Linked DNA regions of Macaca mulatta: region 2 is linked to region 1. Evidence: chromatin contacts called from public Hi-C data. All regions are on one chromosome and are shown on one strand. The core of a region is the stretch at or near the end of the contact, and the rest is flanking DNA. Distances in the headings are between cores, read along the strand shown.

Evidence for each region. Hi-C and Micro-C count contacts between places; a contact is called where the count stands out from the background.
Region 2: a contact with region 1 is called in a Hi-C map of cortical neurons, with 2.1 times the contacts expected there. The contact joins the promoter of RETREG3 here to the promoter of MLX in region 1. A contact is called at or near these places in 2 of 14 Hi-C or Micro-C datasets (cortical neurons and liver).

Annotation. Positions count from the first base shown.
Region 1 is chr16:66,918,640-66,922,188 of T2T-MMU8v2.0, forward strand. MLX (MAX dimerization protein MLX) reads left to right here and starts at 1,611. Exons shown (of 7, transcript XM_015119717.3): 1 at 1,611-1,837; 2 at 2,128-2,164; 3 at 3,007-3,113; 4 at 3,373-3,472. The coding sequence starts at 1,634. The region is part of intron 20 of ATP6V0A1 (ATPase H+ transporting V0 subunit a1); the gene reads left to right. It overlaps COASY (Coenzyme A synthase), which reads left to right. Exons shown (of 10, transcript XM_015119716.3): 8 at 1-87; 9 at 178-324; 10 at 425-796. The coding sequence ends at 487.
Region 2 is chr16:66,961,129-66,964,677 of T2T-MMU8v2.0, forward strand. It overlaps RETREG3 (reticulophagy regulator family member 3), which reads right to left and starts at 1,671. Exons shown (of 9, transcript NM_001194496.2): 1 at 1,331-1,671. The coding sequence starts at 1,569. The region is part of intron 20 of ATP6V0A1 (ATPase H+ transporting V0 subunit a1); the gene reads left to right. All of the region lies in intron 1 of PSMC3IP (PSMC3 interacting protein), which reads right to left. TUBG1 (tubulin gamma 1) reads left to right here. Exons shown (of 13, transcript NM_001261011.1): 3 at 1,971-2,038; 4 at 2,361-2,473; 5 at 2,676-2,843. The coding sequence starts at 1,990.

The DNA.
Region 1 (3,549 bases), core at 361-2,860:
TGCGTGATTGATGCGGCTGTGCTGCTTGAAGCCGGCTGGCAGAACCTGGTCCATGAGGTGTGGACTGTTGTCATCCCTGAGACTGAGGTATCTCAGCCCCACCCCCACGCCATCCCTACTGCAGATCCTATCCTGTGAGCTGGAATTCTTCCTGACAAATGTCTCGTCTGTGCCCAGGCTGTAAGACGCATTGTGGAGAGGGATGGCCTGAGTGAAGCCGCAGCTCAAAGCCGGCTGCAGAGCCAGATGAGCGGGCAGCAGCTTGTGGAACAGAGCCACGTGGTGCTCAGCACCTTGTGGGAGCCGCATATCACCCAACGCCAGGTTGGTGCCCAGGGCAAGGCTGGGTTGTGGGGAAGGAGTCTCCAGTGGATGCTGCCTGACCCTGCCCTCTCTTCCTCCCAACATTCCGGCCTGTCTGAAGGTGGAGAAAGCCTGGGCCCTCCTGCAGAAGCGCATTCCCAAGACTCACCAGGCCCTTGACTGAGAAGTTCTCAGTGGGGCCAGACTGGCCCCTGGAGCTGACAAGCGACCCCGTGGTGAGGAGAAATGGGGGCCTTGATGCGTATCCTGGTTCAGGCCCAGAGGTCTAAGCTATGCTGTGTAGGACATGGCCAGGCCTGGTGGACTCAGGAAGCCTACCCAACACTGGTATTTGGCCAACACTGAGGATGTGGTTCATGGATGAGCAGGCCCCTCCCCACTCTTGCCCATGGGTGACTCTTACCCACAGCTGACTAGGGCCAGCGCAAATACTGGAACCTGTAACAGAATTAAAGGTGAATGTTCCCAGGTATTGCCTGGATGGTGTCTGCTTCCTGCTCCAATGCCTCTAAGTCTCTTTGAGATCCTTAAGCCACAAGTGCAGGGCCCAGGCCTGAGCTGGAAGCCTGGGCAATGCAGTGGTTAAGAGGATGGCCGGATGGCCTTTAGGCGAGCCTTGGCCGTCCCACTGACCAGCTGTGTGCTTCTGAGTAAGGTGTAGACTTTCTAGGTACTGCCGTGTTTTTTTGTTTTTGTTTTTTTAATCTGAGAGGCCGCATAACCTAGCTAGCGGGTTCTTTGCAAGGATTCATTCCACATGCATCCTGCCAGACACTGGGCTGGGTGTTGGAAGATCAGCCTTCCACGCGCCAGGCGGGGCCTCTGCCCTCACAGAGCTTGCAGCCTGGTGGGGTCGGACAGTGTGGCTGCGGAGCTTCTCTGCCCGGCTCCTGACACACCCGCTGCAGTGCAGGTCCGGGGAGCGCGGGGAGACCGCCCGCAGGGTAACGTGTGGAGCCAGCCGGCCGGACAGTGCGCATGCACACACTACCTGCGGCGGTATGCTGACAAGCCAATTGCAGGTACTCCGTCTTACAAAACGCGCTTCATGTCGCCGCCATTCCAATGCCTAACCCAGAGAGGGCAGGCACGACGGGGAGCAGTCCCAAAGGCGGCTGGCGCCAGGCCGAGCGCCGGGCTTTGACAGCTGGAGTACGGGAGACGTCTTTGGGCCGCGCATGCGCGATGCTCTCGCCCTGCCCAACCTCTCGGTCGCGGATTGGCGGGCGTGGGTCACGTGGGCACACCACCCGTTTCCTCGCCGCAGGGGGCCCGCCCGCCGGCTCGTTTCCGGTCCGGTGGGTCCAAGATGACTGAGCCGGGCGCCTCTCCCGAGGACCCTTGGGTCAAGGCAAGCCCCGTGGGCGCGCACGCCAGCGAGGGGAGGGCGGGTCGGGCTCGTGCACGTAGGGGGGCCGGAAGACGAGGGGCTTCCCTCCTGTCCCCAAAGTCCCCCATGCTCTCCGGGCCCCGGGGCTGCAGAGAAGACAGCTCTCACCCCGCGTGTGCCAAGGTGGGGAGACAAACGAGGCGTGTGCGCGCGAGTCGGGGGAACAGGGGACTGGGGTGGAGTAGGGGCGGAAGAGATCATACACGGGGGAGGCGCTCGCACGGCCTAGCCCGTGCCAAGTCTCGGGGGAATCATTAAGGTGCCCGCGCACCCCGGGCTGTGTGTGCGCGAGCGCGCAGGGTGACAGAGGTGCCTTCCCGGAATGCGGGGCGCGCTGTGTGTGCCTGCAGTGAAAGTGTCGCCCCCACCAGGGGCGGAGGTCTGACGGGCCCCTCCCGTGCTCTGTGCCGCAGGTGGAGTATGCCTACAGCGACAACAGCCTGGACCCCGGTGAGTAGCTCCCCCATCTTAAGCTCTAGAGGTACACTCCCGCCCAGGCTCTCTAGAATTCTTGTGGTGTTGCCAACCACGCCTGAGCACAGTCCACTGTCCCTGAGCAGAGTTCCTGGCTTGAGACAGCAGGAGCTGAAGGACGAGGGCAGAAAACAACTGAGGGTGACACCTAGTTCCCTCTGTTCTGGAACAGGGAAGTGGTGGAACTAATGGCAGCTGATCACTCACACTCTGTCACGTCCAGATGCCCGTTTGTGAGCCAGGGGGTATCATGCAGGCCTATGGAGCAGTGTAGACACTAGGGAGCAGAGCGCTGCAGCGTAGTCTGGCTGGAAGTGGGGGGCCCAGTATAGTTGGCTTTGGGTTGAAGGGAAGAGGTCAGCATTTAAGAAAGCCATTGTGTCCTACAGGTGTCTGAGGGTCTGGCAGTGTTCCCCACCCTGCCCCTTAGTGATTGGGGCCTCTCTTTTCCAGGGCTTTTTGTAGAAAGCACCCGCAAGGGGAATGTAGTGTCCAGAGCTAATAGCATCGGTTCCACCAGTGCCTCTTCTGTCCCCAACACAGGTAGGCAGTTACATCCCCCCCACCTCGAGGGGCTCAGACACGTCATAATTGTAGTACCTTTCCTAGACAGGGAAGCCCCAGCCATCCACACAGGGGTGCTGGAGCCCAAGTATCAGACACAGGGTCTCACCATCTTTCACCTCATCTGGAACATTAGGTTCTCTGTCCATCTGCCTTCTCTGGACACCAGGTTCTTCCCAGATGGGGAAAGGTGGGCTAGCTGGACCCCACTGGGCCCCAAGATGACCTCTCCCTGCCCCCATCTCTGAGCGTAGATGACGAGGACAGTGATTACCACCAGGAGGCCTACAAGGAGTCCTACAAAGACCGGCGGCGGCGAGCACACACTCAGGCTGAGCAGAAGAGGAGGGACGCCATCAAGGTGACCAGGGAGGCCTGTGCCTCAGCCAGTGTAGGAGGGCCCTGCATAGTTCAGCTTCCCTGTGCCCTGACCCTCTCAGACAGTCCCAGGCACCCTAGGGGTGGGCAGATAGTGTAGTCCCAGGCACGAACACTTCCATTGCAGCCTTCCCAACCCGTTGTGTTTGTGAGCATAGAACTTGGTATCACGAAAGAACTTTGTGCCAGTTTGCTTTAATCTCTCAGGGTTAAAAACCCCATTTCCCCTGCTGTCTCCACAGAGAGGCTATGATGACCTTCAGACCATCGTCCCCACTTGCCAGCAGCAGGACTTCTCCATTGGCTCCCAAAAGCTCAGCAAAGCCATCGTTCTACAAAAGAGTATGGCTAGGGAAAGCACTGGAGGGGCTGGAGTCAAGAGGGGCTGTGAAGAAGCCAGCGCCTCCTACCCACCCATG
Region 2 (3,549 bases), core at 421-2,920, 43 kb after region 1:
CGGAGGTTGCAGTGAGCCGAGATCGCGCCATTGCACTCCAGCCTGGGCAATAAGAGCGAAACTCTGTCTAAAAAAAAAAAAAAGGGAAAAAGCACTACCAAGAATAAATGAAGTAGTAGGAAAAGTTTACCATCGAGTATGCTAATGGCTCTGGAAGCCACAAATGCCAGAGACTACTGTGACACATTTAACTGGGTCTCTTTCAAACTGGGAGAGGATTAGCTTAATAGCTGAACACTGTCTTCAGGTCAATGAACTTGGAATTATTTGTTCTGCTTCAGCTCACTGAAAATCTTTCAGATAAAGGATAATGTTTTGATTTTAAAACCAATTTTAAGGGGAAGCTATTTTTAGCAAAAACACATTTAAAAAACACACATATTTTGTTTCAGGCTTATCCAGAACAGTCTTAATCCATTCAGCTGCAGAAGGCCCCCTAGAAGTCAGTTCCCTTGGAACCTCTTCCATTACGAATAAATCCAAAACTATGGTTGCTAGCTCCTATGAAGTCCTAGGTCCGCTTTAGGTGATGACAACTGAGAGAAGTAGCAGTTCCATTTTCACAGAGCATGACACACACAGATAAAGCATATTTATAGTGCCACTTTTCCAGCTCAGGAACACACACACACTATTGGACATCCTCAATTTCTTTGCCTATAAACAATGGCTAAGGATGCCTCTCTAATTCCTTGGAACAGGGAGGAGTTACAATCACAGGTGGCTTTGAAACGGGTGAAATCTCCGTCATTTCCTAACTGTTCTTTAAAAGCTTGTACTTTTCTTTCAATTTTCAGCTTTGGGGGCTCACACTGACGCTCAGACTTCATAAACTTCCTTCCTAGATATACAACATGCTAATTCATGCGAATCGCTCAAGCTTGTTTTAAAATCACACCTATGGATACCTTTGCAAGACTTCACGCCTGTACTCCAACAACAACTACTAAAACCTCTGGAAACAATCTAGAACTTGCACTTGAGCAGACAAGAGAAAGGAAGTGATGGCTTTAAAGGGACGCAGCTTTCCCGGGCTCAAAAGAGGCGCCCTAGCTCACTCTTGAGCGGCTCAAGATGTTACCAGAAGCTCCCGCCAGATGTGCACGGCGGAGGTGCGGGCACCGGTAAGGCAGAGAAGACGGGTGGACGGCCCTGGGAAGAACTGGGGTGCCCAAGCCTGCAGGCGGGATGGAGTGGAAAGAGGTGAGGCAAAATTAGGCAGGTACAAGAAGGAGCCAGTGCAGCGAAGAAAACAGGGCAGGCGAGTACAGCCCTAGAGGAACCGACGAATTCGGGACTCGGAGGGTTTCCGAGGGTCCAGTTCTCTCACCAGAAAGCCGCGTTCAGCCCCAGGCACCACAGGGCGCTCCTGGCTGGCCGCTCCCACACCAGGGCTGCCTGCACCCGACTCAGCAGAGGCTCGTAAGGCCCCAGCACCTCGACCAGGGCCCGCTGCGCCGCCTCAACCTGCTGGTCCCGCTCCCAGGAGCCTGACACATCTCGGCGGCCCCTGAAAGTCGACCCCGAAGCCGGGCCTGGGGTCGCCGCCACCCCTTCGGCCTCCGCCATCTCCCCCCGGCAGCCACAACATCCGGGGCCGTGGCCCGACAGTCACAATAACAGCAACTGCGCAGATGCGCGATTCGGCGTGGGAGGCCGCTTCGCACCACAGCGCGCTTGCGCGCAGGCCCAAGCGGGCGTCTACCCAGAGGGGAGGGAGGACGCCGAGTCAAAGTACCCCGCCAGCGTTGAGGCGCGGAACCTGATCCGTCGGCTCAGAGCCCGATCAGAAGCCGCGCACGCGCAATCTGCATGAATGAAGGCCAGTGCTTAAAGACATGCCATTCATTGCCAGAACTCGGTTCTCATTGGAGCGGATGAAGGTCGTGGGTGGAGCTTGTTGTTTCGCGCCTGCGTCTTGCGGCGAGCGGGCTGGCGTGCGGCGGCGTTGCGGGCGGGAGCGGCTGCAACGCCGGTGCCTGAGGAGCGATGCCGAGGGAAATCATCACCCTTCAGTTGGGCCAGTGCGGCAATCAGAGTGAGCGAAACTCCGGCCCCTCAGCTAGCCAGGTTCCTTAGGGTCAATGTGATCTCGCTGTAGGATCCTGGACTCCATCTGTCCTTGCCAGAATCGTAGTTCTCTGAAAGGCGAGACATCCCTGACCCAGTGTCCACTTGCCCAGCCCCGAGGGGCCCTCCCCTGCCCTGTCCCTGGCGTACAGTCCTTTCCTCAGACACGGGAGAGTCCTACGGCTTGACTTCTTATTCCTGGACGCAGGCGCCCAGTCCCTCCGCTCCTGACTGGAACCTGCCCGGAACTAGATATCTTCTTTCTCCCCTGCCTGCCCCTTCCCCCCCAGTTGGGTTCGAGTTCTGGAAACAGCTGTGCGCTGAGCATGGTATCAGCCCCGAGGGCATCGTGGAGGAGTTCGCCACCGAAGGCACTGACCGCAAGGACGTCTTTTTCTACCAGGTGCCCCCAGCGACTTGGCCAAGGGCGGCAATGGCCCGAGGGGCCAGAAGGGAAGGGAGTGGCCTGGTACTGGGAACCCTGCTGGGCAGTGGGGCCAGGCGGCTGGCATGAGGAGGGAGGGCTGGAGGGAGCCAGAGTTGGGAGGACTTAGGACTTGGGCCACCCTAGCTGATTGGGCCCCCTCCTGGACTCCCCTTGACAGGCAGACGATGAGCACTACATCCCCCGGGCCGTGCTGCTGGACCTGGAGCCCCGGGTGATCCACTCCATCCTCAACTCCCCCTATGCCAAGCTCTACAACCCAGAGAACATCTACCTGTCGGAGCATGGAGGAGGAGCTGGCAACAACTGGGCCAGTGGATTCTCCCAGGTCGTTTCCTATTCCCTGACAGGGCCCACAACTCCCTGGGTAGGGACAGGCCCTATGACGTCCCAGGGAGAGAGGAAACCAGATCAGGGATGTATGAATGCTGGAGGGAGAGACGTGGCTGCAGGGAGTGGACCATGTAATATTGTCAAGCGCCTATGCTAGCTAATGCAGTGTGCCAGGCCATTCTAAGTGCTTTACATATATTAATTTTTCTAAATCTCCCAACAACCCTAGAAGTAAGTACTACAGGTCCACAGTCCCTTATGTGCCTTTCCAGGATCCAGAAAGCCATGAAACCAAAGGACATTTCATAACTAGTTTAGCAGCAAAAACAAATCTCAATGAAGACAGGCGGTTTCTTTTTTATTTATTTATTATTATCATTTTTTGAGACGGAGTCTCACTCTGTTGCCCAGGCTGGAGTGCAGTAGCATGATCTTGGCTCACTGCAACCTCTGCCACCGGGGTTCAAGCGATTCTCCTGCCTCAGCCTCTCGAGTAACTGGGATTACAGGCGCTTGCCATCATGCCTGGCTAATTTTTGTATTTTTAGTAGAGACGGGGTTTCACCGTGTTAGCCAGGATGGTCTTGATCTCCTGACCTCGTGATCCGCCTGCCTCGGCCTCCCAAAGTGCTGGGATTACAGGCCTCAGCCACCGCACCGGCCCCATACTTTCTATCCAACTTATTGTCATTACTGATGCC